Linked DNA regions of Zea mays: all the other regions are linked to region 3. The links are chromatin contacts, called in public Hi-C maps. All regions are on one chromosome and are shown on one strand. Each heading gives the region's core, a stretch centred on a gene start, on an enhancer-like site or on the middle of the called end of the contact. The rest is flanking DNA. Distances are from core to core; before and after follow the strand shown. Region 1 holds the start of LOC103638329 (sodium/hydrogen exchanger 4). Region 2 has its middle 7.3 kb from the start of LOC103638318. Region 3 holds the start of LOC100383380.

Region 1 (3,370 bases), core at 721-3,220, 620 kb before region 3:
CGCAACAGCATAAACATTGCTGAGAATGGATCCGAATAGACCAATCGAACACAGCATTCGATTCTTAAGAAATGTTTGGACATTGATTATTGAGCTCACTTTGTTGTAATCCTTGAGCTCTCTGTCACGTTGTGCCATGCATAATGGGACATGACAATGCCGCAAAAGAACACGGTCAAAATTCCACTCAGCTCTAGCAACTGCAGAACATGCAGCATCTTGGGATGAATTGTGGAAGTGCATAATGTAAGTACTAGGAGATAAAATTTGGTAATCTTACCTCTGCCAGCATATACGATAGATAGGCCATGAGAGCCATCAAGGCAACCTCTCTATCGGTCGAATGCCTGAACAAAATATGGGGAAGAGATTTGAAAGATAAAAGAGTAGCAGATGAACACAAACTAAACCGATCGGTAACAACGATTACTCACCTACCAAAATACAGAGCTTTGAGAACATATGCAGTTACTAGACCGATCTGACAAATTTGCGGTAAAGAGTTAAGGGTGTACAAAGAAATGGCACTAATGCATATATATGGAAGAAAAAAACAGTTCTTACTGAGATTCCGAGGACAGTGCTGGTTGCAAAGAGATAGAGGAAGTCAAATATCACTTTTAGCACAACCCCACCCTTGAGCCGACTGATATCGAGATCCTTGATGGCATTGAAAAGAACGACCGCCGTTGCATCGTTGACAACTCCTTCTCCAAACACCAGGCTGTACAGCCTTGGTGTCTCATCTTGGTTTATGACCTGCGTTTCAGCTCCGTGTGTTAAGCAGATGGAAGTGGGACAAAGTGTTAAGGATTCAGAATGCAGCAGACCTGCAACGTGCACACGGTGTCTGTTGAAGAAAATATGGCTCCCAGTGCTGCAGATGGACATGAGATCAGTACAAATTTCATGACAGGACAGAGAGCAGTCTATGAGTGACACAAATAAAGGAAGACAAACCTAAATAATCTACCGCACCAAGTTCTCCAAACCCGACTTTCGGGAAGAGCCAATAGCAGCCTGATATTAACCAGACGAAGTACATGTCATTGTCAGTCACCAATGGTGAGGAAGTTGTGCATTGCGAATGAGCCTAGGTTTTACTAGTTGCAATATTGAACTGTATACAGAATAATAGATGAATATATACCATCGATATGAACAAAGAGCTAACGAATCAGTAAAAACCTACCTGCCGAAACTATTGCACCTGAGATGAAAACGCCGAACACGCCGAAGGACATGATGGTCATGAAGTTGTGGAAGAACTGCTTTTTCTTGACCTGAAACCTGTAGGCAAACAACAGTCATATCCAGAACACTCGAGTAGGCATCTGATCGAAGCTCTCAGTCACGCCATTACAAATACTACCTTGCAAGTGGACCAAGCATGCATACCCGGCGTTGAAGATTATCGGTGGAAGCACGTAGATGAAGAAGAGCTGCTCATCGAACCGCAGGATGTGTGAGTGCTTCCCCTTGGTCAGCAGAAATACGATCACTCCTATGATGCACCCCTGGCAAAAGAAAATCGTAGAAAATAGTTGTTGTTGACAATGAAATACTACTTATTATCAGTGAAAATTTGGCGGGGATTGGATTCGTACGATGACGAGGGCGGTGATGGACTCATTGACCCACTTGTTCTCCTCGAGGAGGTGGCCCGCGACGAGGCACAGGCACAGCACCGTCGTGAACATGCAGATGGACACCACCGTGGTGCTGCTCCCACCGGTTCCATCCGCCGCCGCTGCCACCACCAGCGTCTCCCACCACGCCGCCGCCGCCATGGATTCTCTGTCGCATGTCTCTCGCACCCGTGTCCTCTGTTTTTGCTGCCGCCGTGTGAGGGACGATTTTGGCGCGTAGCCAGGGGCCAGGGGGGTGCCTTGGAAACAGCAGTGCACGTCACGGCGGCACGCGTGATGGACCTTGGCACCGTGCCTGCGTGGTACATGATCCCAGGAGCCACGTCTGTGGGAGGACTCCTCGGGGCTGCTCCAGGGGACCGCTCAAGATGAGCTCTGAATCTTTTAAAGACTGACACTGACAATCACTCTTTTTTCTAAGTTGTTTTATGTTTTCCTTAATTAACGAAACGGCGATATATCATTTTAGAGTAAAGTCTGTTTCATCCTGAAACTGTCTCTATTTTTAACACTACAGCAGAAAAGAGTTTTGTAATATCTGTTGACCTATAATGCCATTCAAATAGTACTGAAGACTAAGATCTTATTCTCTAGTCTGACCTGATACTAAAAATATATTAATTAAGATTTCTATAAAGAACTAAAATAAAGCAACACAATTAAAATAATATGATCCCTTCCTTCTTTCTTGATTCTTTTATGAGAAAGAGGTAAAACGTAGAGAGAAGGTTGAAAACAATTATGAAACGAAATATAAGCTTCATTTATTCCTATTCTTTTCTTCGATTACACATTATTATAAAACTAGTACTTTGCTCGCGCTTCGCGCGAGTTCTATAAACGTTATATTTGAACAGTTGAATTATATATATCTTAAATTAGATAGCAACTCAAATTACAACATCAGAAACTTACATAATGTTATCCTGAACATTATCTTGACAGGAATTACATAATTTCTTGGATTGGAACAAAGGTGGGACTTTAAATAGCATATAAATCAAAGTGCACATTACCTCAATAGGAGTCAAAGCATTTCATGGACAGTAAATGATAGTCGCCTAGAGGGGGGTGAATAGGGCGAAACTGAAATTTACAAATATACACACAACTACAAGCCGGGTTAGCGTTAGTAATGAAGAAACGAGTTCGCGAGAGAGGGCGCAAAACAAATCCCAAGCGAATAAGCAAGTGAGACACGGAGATTTGTTTTACCGAGGTTCGGTTCTTGCAAACCTACTCCCCGTTGAGGAGGCCACAAAGGCCGGGTCTCTTTCAACCCTTCCCTCTCTCAAACGATCCACGGATCGAGTGAGCTTTCTCTTCTTAATCACACGGGAACAAAACTTCCCCGCAAGGGCCACCACACAATTGGTGCCTCTTGCCTTGGTTACAAATGAGTGTTGATCACAAGAACAAGTGAGAAAGAAAGAAAGCGATCCAAGCGCAAGAGCTCAAAAGAACACAAGCAAATCACTCTCTCTAGTCACTATGGCGTTGTGTGGAATTTGGAGAGGATTTGATCTATTTGGTGTGTCTAGAATTGAATGCTAGAGCTCTTGTAGTAGTTGGGGAGTGGAAAACTTGGATGCAATGAATGGTGGGGTGGTTGGGGTATTTATAGCCCCAACCACCAACTTGACCGTTGGTGGAGGCTGTCTGCGCGATGGCGCACCGGACAGTCCGGTGCACACCGGACAGTCCGGTGCCCCTGCCACGTC
Region 2 (3,314 bases), core at 37-2,536, 620 kb after region 3:
CAAACATGCCGGCCACCATGCACACGTACAGCGCGTAGCACCGTATCCCTGGCCTGTACAGGTTGGGGTCAGGGCCGGTCCTGGAGGGGGGCAAGTGGAGCGGCCGCACCGGGCCTCCGATTTTAAAAGGGCCCCCAAGTAGTGTACATGTATATATAGTCTTATGTGTTGGATTTGGTCTGTTAAAGTTACAATAAATCTTTTTTTAATTGTTTAACTAACCAAAACTGTTGTTTAACTAACCAAATGGATTCATATCCAAATATTTCAATCGCTTATCGGATATTATTTACTGTGCCTGTGAGTGACTGTGGCATCGGCTAAGAGAAGTTTTTCAAAGTTAAAATTGTTGAAGAACTATTTAAGGTCAACAATGTCTCAATATCGACTCAACGGGTTGGCTACTTTATGTATTGAGAAAAAAATATTAAACGAGGTTGATAGCAACACTATTATCAATGAATTTACATCAAGAAATGTTAGAAGAAATTTTTAAGATAATATATACAAAGATTTGAAGTTATTTTGATATATTAGAGACTTTTATCATTCAAAATTTTTTTATGTACTTAGAAAAAAATGAATATATATATATATATATATATATATATATATATATATATATATATATATATATATATATATATATATATATATAGCCTTAAAGGCCCCAATTTTTTTTTGTTTCGCTCCGGGTCCATGAAATCTCAGGACCGGCCCTGGTTGGGGTTGACGAGCAGAACAATGAGAGCCACCGACGCCATGAAGCTCGCCGCGTTGCAGTAGAAGAAGGCACTGTAGCGGGGGCAGTAGTTGTCGTGGAGGACCGGGTAGCCCGCGCGGTGCCCGCGGGCGCCGTCGTTCTCCGGCCAGAAGCCCCCCGGCGGCGTCAGCCCAGCCTGGTAGGTGAGCGTCGCGGCCAGGATGGCGAGGAGGAGCAGCACCTCGCGCCTGGTCTCCAGCTTCTCCTTGTCCCGGTGGTTGTCCTTGTGGTCCAGCGTGAAGAAGACGATGTGGATGACCACGTAGACCAGGACGACCCCTGCCAGGGCAACCACGTAGATGGAGGTCGTCTTGTCCCTGCAGCTCCCTGCAGCGTACGCGCTGATCAGGCCGAACAGGTCCAGTATCATGGCCGCCTCCAGCGTGTGGCGCTTCAGCAGGAATCTGCTCTGGACCATCAGGATGACGATGAGGGACGCCACGAAGGCTGCCGAGTTGCTGTAGAAGAACACCTTGTACCGGGTGGGTTGTGTCGTCAGGAGTATCGGGTCACCGTTCCTGTGGCCGTCTCGAGTGTCGGGCCAGAGACCGCCTGGTGGGTCCAGTCCTGCTTGGTATGTAATGCTCACGACAAGGGTCGCAAGAAGCATGACAAGAGACCGAGCCTTTTCCACTTCCACCGCTTCGTCTTCGTGTTTTTGGTCCCTGCATGTAGTAGTTGCACTTTGCAAGCAAAAAAACATAACAAAGAGTTAGTCCTAAATTGCAACTGGTGACTCCTTACTTGTGTTGTTCTGGAAATTAAACACACACACTCACCTGTCGCTGCTGATCTGTGGATCTGGATGGTGGTCCTGCGGTCTGTCAAAGCACCAACCCTTTACTCCTAGCAGACATTTCGAAGCATAATCGTATACAGTTTGTAAGCATCTGCAGCGATTCTTCACTGTGACGGCGACGGCCACCTGGAGGAAGATGTAGGCAAGAACTCCGGCGTTCAGGCAGATGACGTAGGTGCTTTCGTGGACCTCCCTGCAGCTCCCAGCGGCGTAAGCCCCCATGAGGCCCAGGAGCGCCGTGAGCCACGAAGCGTACGGAGAGCTTGGCGGTGAGCTTCTTGTCGACGACGAGGATGATGATGAGCAGGGACGCGACGAACGCGGTGGTGTTGCAGACGTAGAACGCCCAGTAGCGTCTGGAGTAGTTCTCCTGCAGGACAGGGTCGCTCATCTGGTGCCCATCCTTGGTGTCGCCCCAAAAGCCGCCAGGCGGATTCAGCCCTGCAACGTACGTGATGGTGACTGCGAAGGTGGCGAGCAGCATCAGGACCTCATCCAGTTCTTCGCGTTCATAGCCATGCACATTGGCGGCACTAGTGTCATTATTTTTTGCAGTGTTATGATCATCCCTATGCTTCTTGCGCGGCAGCGCCAGCACGCCGAGGTACCAGCAGAAAGCGGCTACGACGTAGGCGAAGACAGCGCAGACCAGCAGCGCCGAGTAGATGGTCGTGAACTTGTCCCGGCAGCTCCCGGCGGCGTAGGCACCCATGAGGCCGAGCAGGTCGAGAACCATGACCACCCGCAGCAGAGCCTCCCACCAGCCCGTGTTCTTGCCGTCCAGGACCAGGAGGAGGACGCTGACCACGAGCGACGCGGCGAACGCGGTGGCGTTGCAGTAGTAGAAGATGAGGTAGCGGTGGCGGTGCGCGTCCTGGAGGATCGAGTCGCCCGCGTGGTGCTGCCCGTCGTTTACCTGCCAGGCTCCTCCCGGCAGGTTTAGCCCGGCGCCGTACGTCACCGTAGCAACCAGACTGGCCAGCAGCAGAAGGTACTGCCTCAGCTGGTATTCCATGGAACTTGAAGAAGGTTTAGCCCCGTCCCCAGCCCCAGCCCCAGCCCCAGGTTGGGACTGGGTGTGGCTTTGTGTGCCGCCGGACGCCATTGGACTGTGAGACGAAGCTACTTTGTTGTTGTTGTTGTTGGACGCCATAGCCTTATCTGGTTGGTGGGTGTACGTTGAGGTTGCTAGCGGTGGCACCTTGACACTGAGGCCGATATGCTAATGCCATGGCATCATATAGGTCGAGGCGAGGAGCTTAATACGCGATCGAGCACAAGCATCGGTGGCTAGCCTTCTCGGCACGGCAGAATATAACAAGTAGCATATAACAGCGTGCTCGATTGTGTCCTTGCAGGATGACTTGGTTGGGTCGTCTTATTTAAAGTTATATTCTAATCTTTTCTCCCAAGCTCGCGTTGCATTTTGTCGATTATCAATTTGTTGAGCAACGAATTTGTTAGCAAACTCTACAAGATTTGTTTAGAAACCCATAAGGGCTTGTTCGGTTCTACCCCAATCCATATGGATTGAGGGGAATTGAGAGTGTTTTAATCCTTAATAAGTCAAAATCTTTCTCAATCCGTATCAATCCCCTCCAATCCATATGGATTGAAAATAACCGAACAAGTCCTAAGTGGGAGGTGGATCTGCTCTCTTCCACGCCACGGCTTAGCGCGAGACGCAGTTAATATGACGTGTGCAGTATTGATGATGAGAGCAGTTCTTTGTCAAACACGGAATCCACTTGA
Region 3 (3,636 bases), core at 775-3,274:
GAGGAATGGATTGACATGCATGAAAACAAAAAATCTGATTTAATGTTTTATATCATACATAAAAATAGGATCTCTACAACAGCACTGCAACTAGGCTCGTTGGAACCAGTTTATGACTTATACTGATACTAATTATGCTACACTGTGTAGATATTTATGCAGTGTGGTACACCACGTAAAAAAATTGTTTCCTGCTGCATGTGCACATATTTAGAATGGCAAGAATATGTTTTGAAAAAGAAAATAGATTGAGATGCATGGAAACAAAAAATATGATTTAAATGCTTTATTTCCTCCATAAATATAGGGTCTCTCCAACATCCATGCATCAAAGTTCGTTAGAACCAGTTTATTATATACACTGATACTAATTATACTACACGGTGAAAGATTTATGCACTTCGCTAGATTACGTAAAAATCTGTTTTCTGCTACATGTGCATAATTTTAGGATGACAAGAATGTTAGTTGAAAAGAAAATGGATTGGCATACGCGAGATTTATGGAATCATGGCAAATGACCTCATTTCTAGGGATGTTCCTAAAACATCCGACTTGTATCACAAATCTAATATTTTAGCATAGATATACATAGAATTTAAAGCTGATTTTTGGCACTGTTATTAAGAATATTATGTAGTATTTAAATAAATTTTTATATAATTTTTTATGTACATTATTTTCTCCCTACAATAAAAAAGGTGAAAAAAACATCTGAATTTGTATTTGAATAGACATTCGAATTTTATATCAATTATTTAAAAAGATATATAATGAATTTAATGTTCATTTTTTATGAAGATTAACAGTCTCAATGCTAAAAACAAGAATATAAATTTACATAGCAAATTCTATATGTTATTTGTTCGCAATCGAAGAAACAAGACCAAAAATTTGACATCCGAATAAATATCCGGATCCATCCCTACTCATTTCTTAGAGCAGCTATTTTTTCTAAATTTCTATTTCGTTGCGTAAATGTGTGCATTGTAAATATATCTTATACATATGGCGTAAATACTAGGAACCTAATACACACTGGATTAAGTAAACGAGATAATACATAAAATCAACAAATCATTTGCGTAAAATGTGAATAGAAATATCATAAACAGGCAAATAGACGGAAGCAGAGCTATGAACTGAAATATATATCGTAAAAACCTATTGACGTTGGCATAAATATGTATACAAAATAGCATGAAAACAGGGCCACCGCCTCGCGTCTAGGATGCGTAATCGGTTATATGTTAGTCCCCATGCACATGCAACATCTATATGTCCTATGAGACACTAAGTTTCACGCATAAAATTGTCATTGAACCCTTTTGATATTTCAGCTATCTAGCCTACTAACCCGGTCAATTGCCTTCTCTAAACATCTTGTCGCCGGCAAAAGTAAAATCCTACACAATACCTTTGCATGTATTCGTTCCACAACAAATGTTGAAGTCTCCAATACTTTCAATAAAGCTCATGTTTATGTGGTCCAACCTATATTATTATTTCTCTGAGAATCGTTAGTCCATATATCGTTGTCATTAATTACCAAAACACTACTTAGAGGCCTAGATGCTTCACAACTTGTTGTAAATTAGTACTTTTATCTAATTATTCATTTCATATATTTTAACAAAAGTAACTAATCTATCTATAATTTGGTCTATTCGGTGGACCGGATAGACTGAATTCGAGTCCAATCCCTAAAATTATTTTGAAAATTTTGAGCCTTATTTTTTAGAACCCAAAATTTCAAAAAAAACGAATAGACCGAACAAAATCACCCAAATGGATTGAATGCCCACCCATAATCGACGGAGTTAATGTCGTGGGAGGAGAAGAGGTCGTGGTGCTTGGTGGAGGTAACAACATCGGCGGTCAGGGGCGGAGGGCCCAGTATGGTCCAGTATTGCCTGGGCAATACCTTGGGTCGGCCCACTAAGAGAATAGAGATTAGGGTTCGTCCCGCACAGCCGCACAGGCGCGTCCCGACGTCCCGCACTCCTGCCGGCGCTCATTCCTCCAGGCCTCCAGCCTCCAACCGCTCGCCCGCTCGGCTGCAGACCGCTCCTGGCGGCGCTCCAGCCGCTCGGAGCCTCGGCACGCTCGGCGCTCCAGCTGTCCGCTCCGGCGCTTCGCTGATCTGCTTGTCTGATTGTCTTGTCCCGCCCGGCGGCCGGCTGCAGGCTGCTTGCCGCTTGGTCCCGCCGAGGCGTCGACCCGCACCGCACGGCTGCCGCCTGCCGCTGCTTCCTGCTTGGCCGCACGTCTGCTTGTCTAGTTGTTTGCTTGGCTGCTTGCTTAGTGCTTCTAGTTGTCTGCTTGCTTCGTGCTTCTGTGTTTCTAGTTGTCTGATTGTGACTTGTGAGACTTGTGAGCATAGAAAGGTCAAAGGTAGTGCGTGAGTATTTGATTGTGCGTGTCTAATGTATTAGATTTTTCAAGGTGCAGATTTTCCAATTTCTAAATAGCAGTCTTGGATACAAACAAAAACAAGGCAAAGAATATGGCCCAAAAAGTATCTCTATATTATGTGAACACTCCCTGTTGGCTGTTGTAACATCTTCTAATTCTCTAATACATGTTATATGCTTCGTAAAATGACAGATTTAAAGAGCTATTTTAGTCAAGCTTCTAGTGGAAGTAGACTAAGCACTCGCGCTAGTGGAGTTTGCAATGAACCGGAATACAAGTTGGAATTCAAGAGAATAATAGTGAAGATACCAATGGTGAAAATGTTAATGGTCAAGTCGAAGATAAGAAAACTAGACAAATGCAATTGTCTAGATCTTCTAGAACTAGACACAACTAAACGTATATTCTTATTTCACTTGTTCAACAATTTTTACTTTAATTTGCTATTGCTAACTCATTTTTTTCTTTTTCCCAGATTTTATTCGCTATATGGTATTTGGTTGTAAATGGATTGTAATCAAGATGACTACTAAATAAGGTATTTTTCAACACTTATTACTTATTTTATAGCTACAAGTTATTTTAAACTGTGTCATAAATTTTTAGTTTTCGTTGCGTTAGCAACACCTAAATTTTCTGGCGTCCTCCGCAACTGTCGGCGGTGCTCCACTAAGCCATAACATGTGCGCGAAGGTAGCAGCTAGAGATGGCAATGGGTAAATACCCACCGGGTATTACTACCCCATACCCATACCCACGACACAAAAATACCCCACCGGGTCACCCATATACACTAGCGGGTATGTATTTATCCCCATACCCATACCCATGTGGGTATGGGTCACCCATCGGGTCACCCGTACCCACAAAAATTAAACAACTATCAAAAAATTATACTATACAAATGGCAAGTATATCCATATAAATACCATTACAAAATTTTCTAGCATCATTTAACCATCCATTCAACACACACCAAAGATAATTGAATAAAGTAGTAACACTATGATAGTACTACATAGCACATTACATATTCGATTACATGGTCATTAAATTGTTGTTAAATAGTAAAAAAGTTGGATGACTAAAGTCCAAGTTCATGCTTCAGATAAGTTTATATTGGTATTTTATACCCACGGGTTAATGGGTATGTGTGAAGGCGGAACGTTTTAATACCCGTTTACCCATTGGGTGGAGATTTTTGCCCAATAACAGACCCAC

The links. Hi-C and Micro-C count contacts between places; a contact is called where the count stands out from the background.
Region 1: a Hi-C map of ear shows a contact between it and region 3, with 2.1 times the contacts expected there. The contact joins the promoter of LOC103638329 here to the promoter of LOC100383380 in region 3. A contact is called at or near these places in 2 of 25 Hi-C or Micro-C datasets (ear and tassel).
Region 2: a contact with region 3 is called in a Hi-C map of ear, with 2.3 times the contacts expected there. The contact joins the enhancer-like site here to the promoter of LOC100383380 in region 3. A contact is called at or near these places in 2 of 25 Hi-C or Micro-C datasets (ear and leaf).

What each region holds. Positions count from the first base shown.
Region 1 is chr9:47,329,774-47,333,143 of Zm-B73-REFERENCE-NAM-5.0, reverse strand. It overlaps LOC103638329 (sodium/hydrogen exchanger 4), which reads right to left and starts at 1,970. Exons shown (of 14, transcript XM_008661274.3): 1 at 1,608-1,970; 2 at 1,399-1,517; 3 at 1,193-1,290; 4 at 961-1,020; 5 at 831-877; 6 at 565-759; 7 at 435-481; 8 at 281-347; 9 at 100-200. The coding sequence starts at 1,790.
Region 2 is chr9:46,087,968-46,091,281 of Zm-B73-REFERENCE-NAM-5.0, reverse strand. It overlaps the pseudogene LOC103639920. Among protein-coding and RNA genes, the nearest start is that of LOC103638318, 7.3 kb to the right of the region's middle. Within about 2 kb of position 1,286, at least 3 of the 20 cell types and tissues checked have an H3K27ac peak or open chromatin away from gene starts, as enhancers often do. A contact at or near this core is called in ear, where this site is marked.
Region 3 is chr9:46,708,855-46,712,490 of Zm-B73-REFERENCE-NAM-5.0, reverse strand. It overlaps LOC100383380, which reads left to right and starts at 2,024. Exons shown (of 3, transcript NM_001176035.1): 1 at 2,024-2,814; 2 at 2,891-2,953. The coding sequence starts at 2,589. The coding sequence ends at 2,952.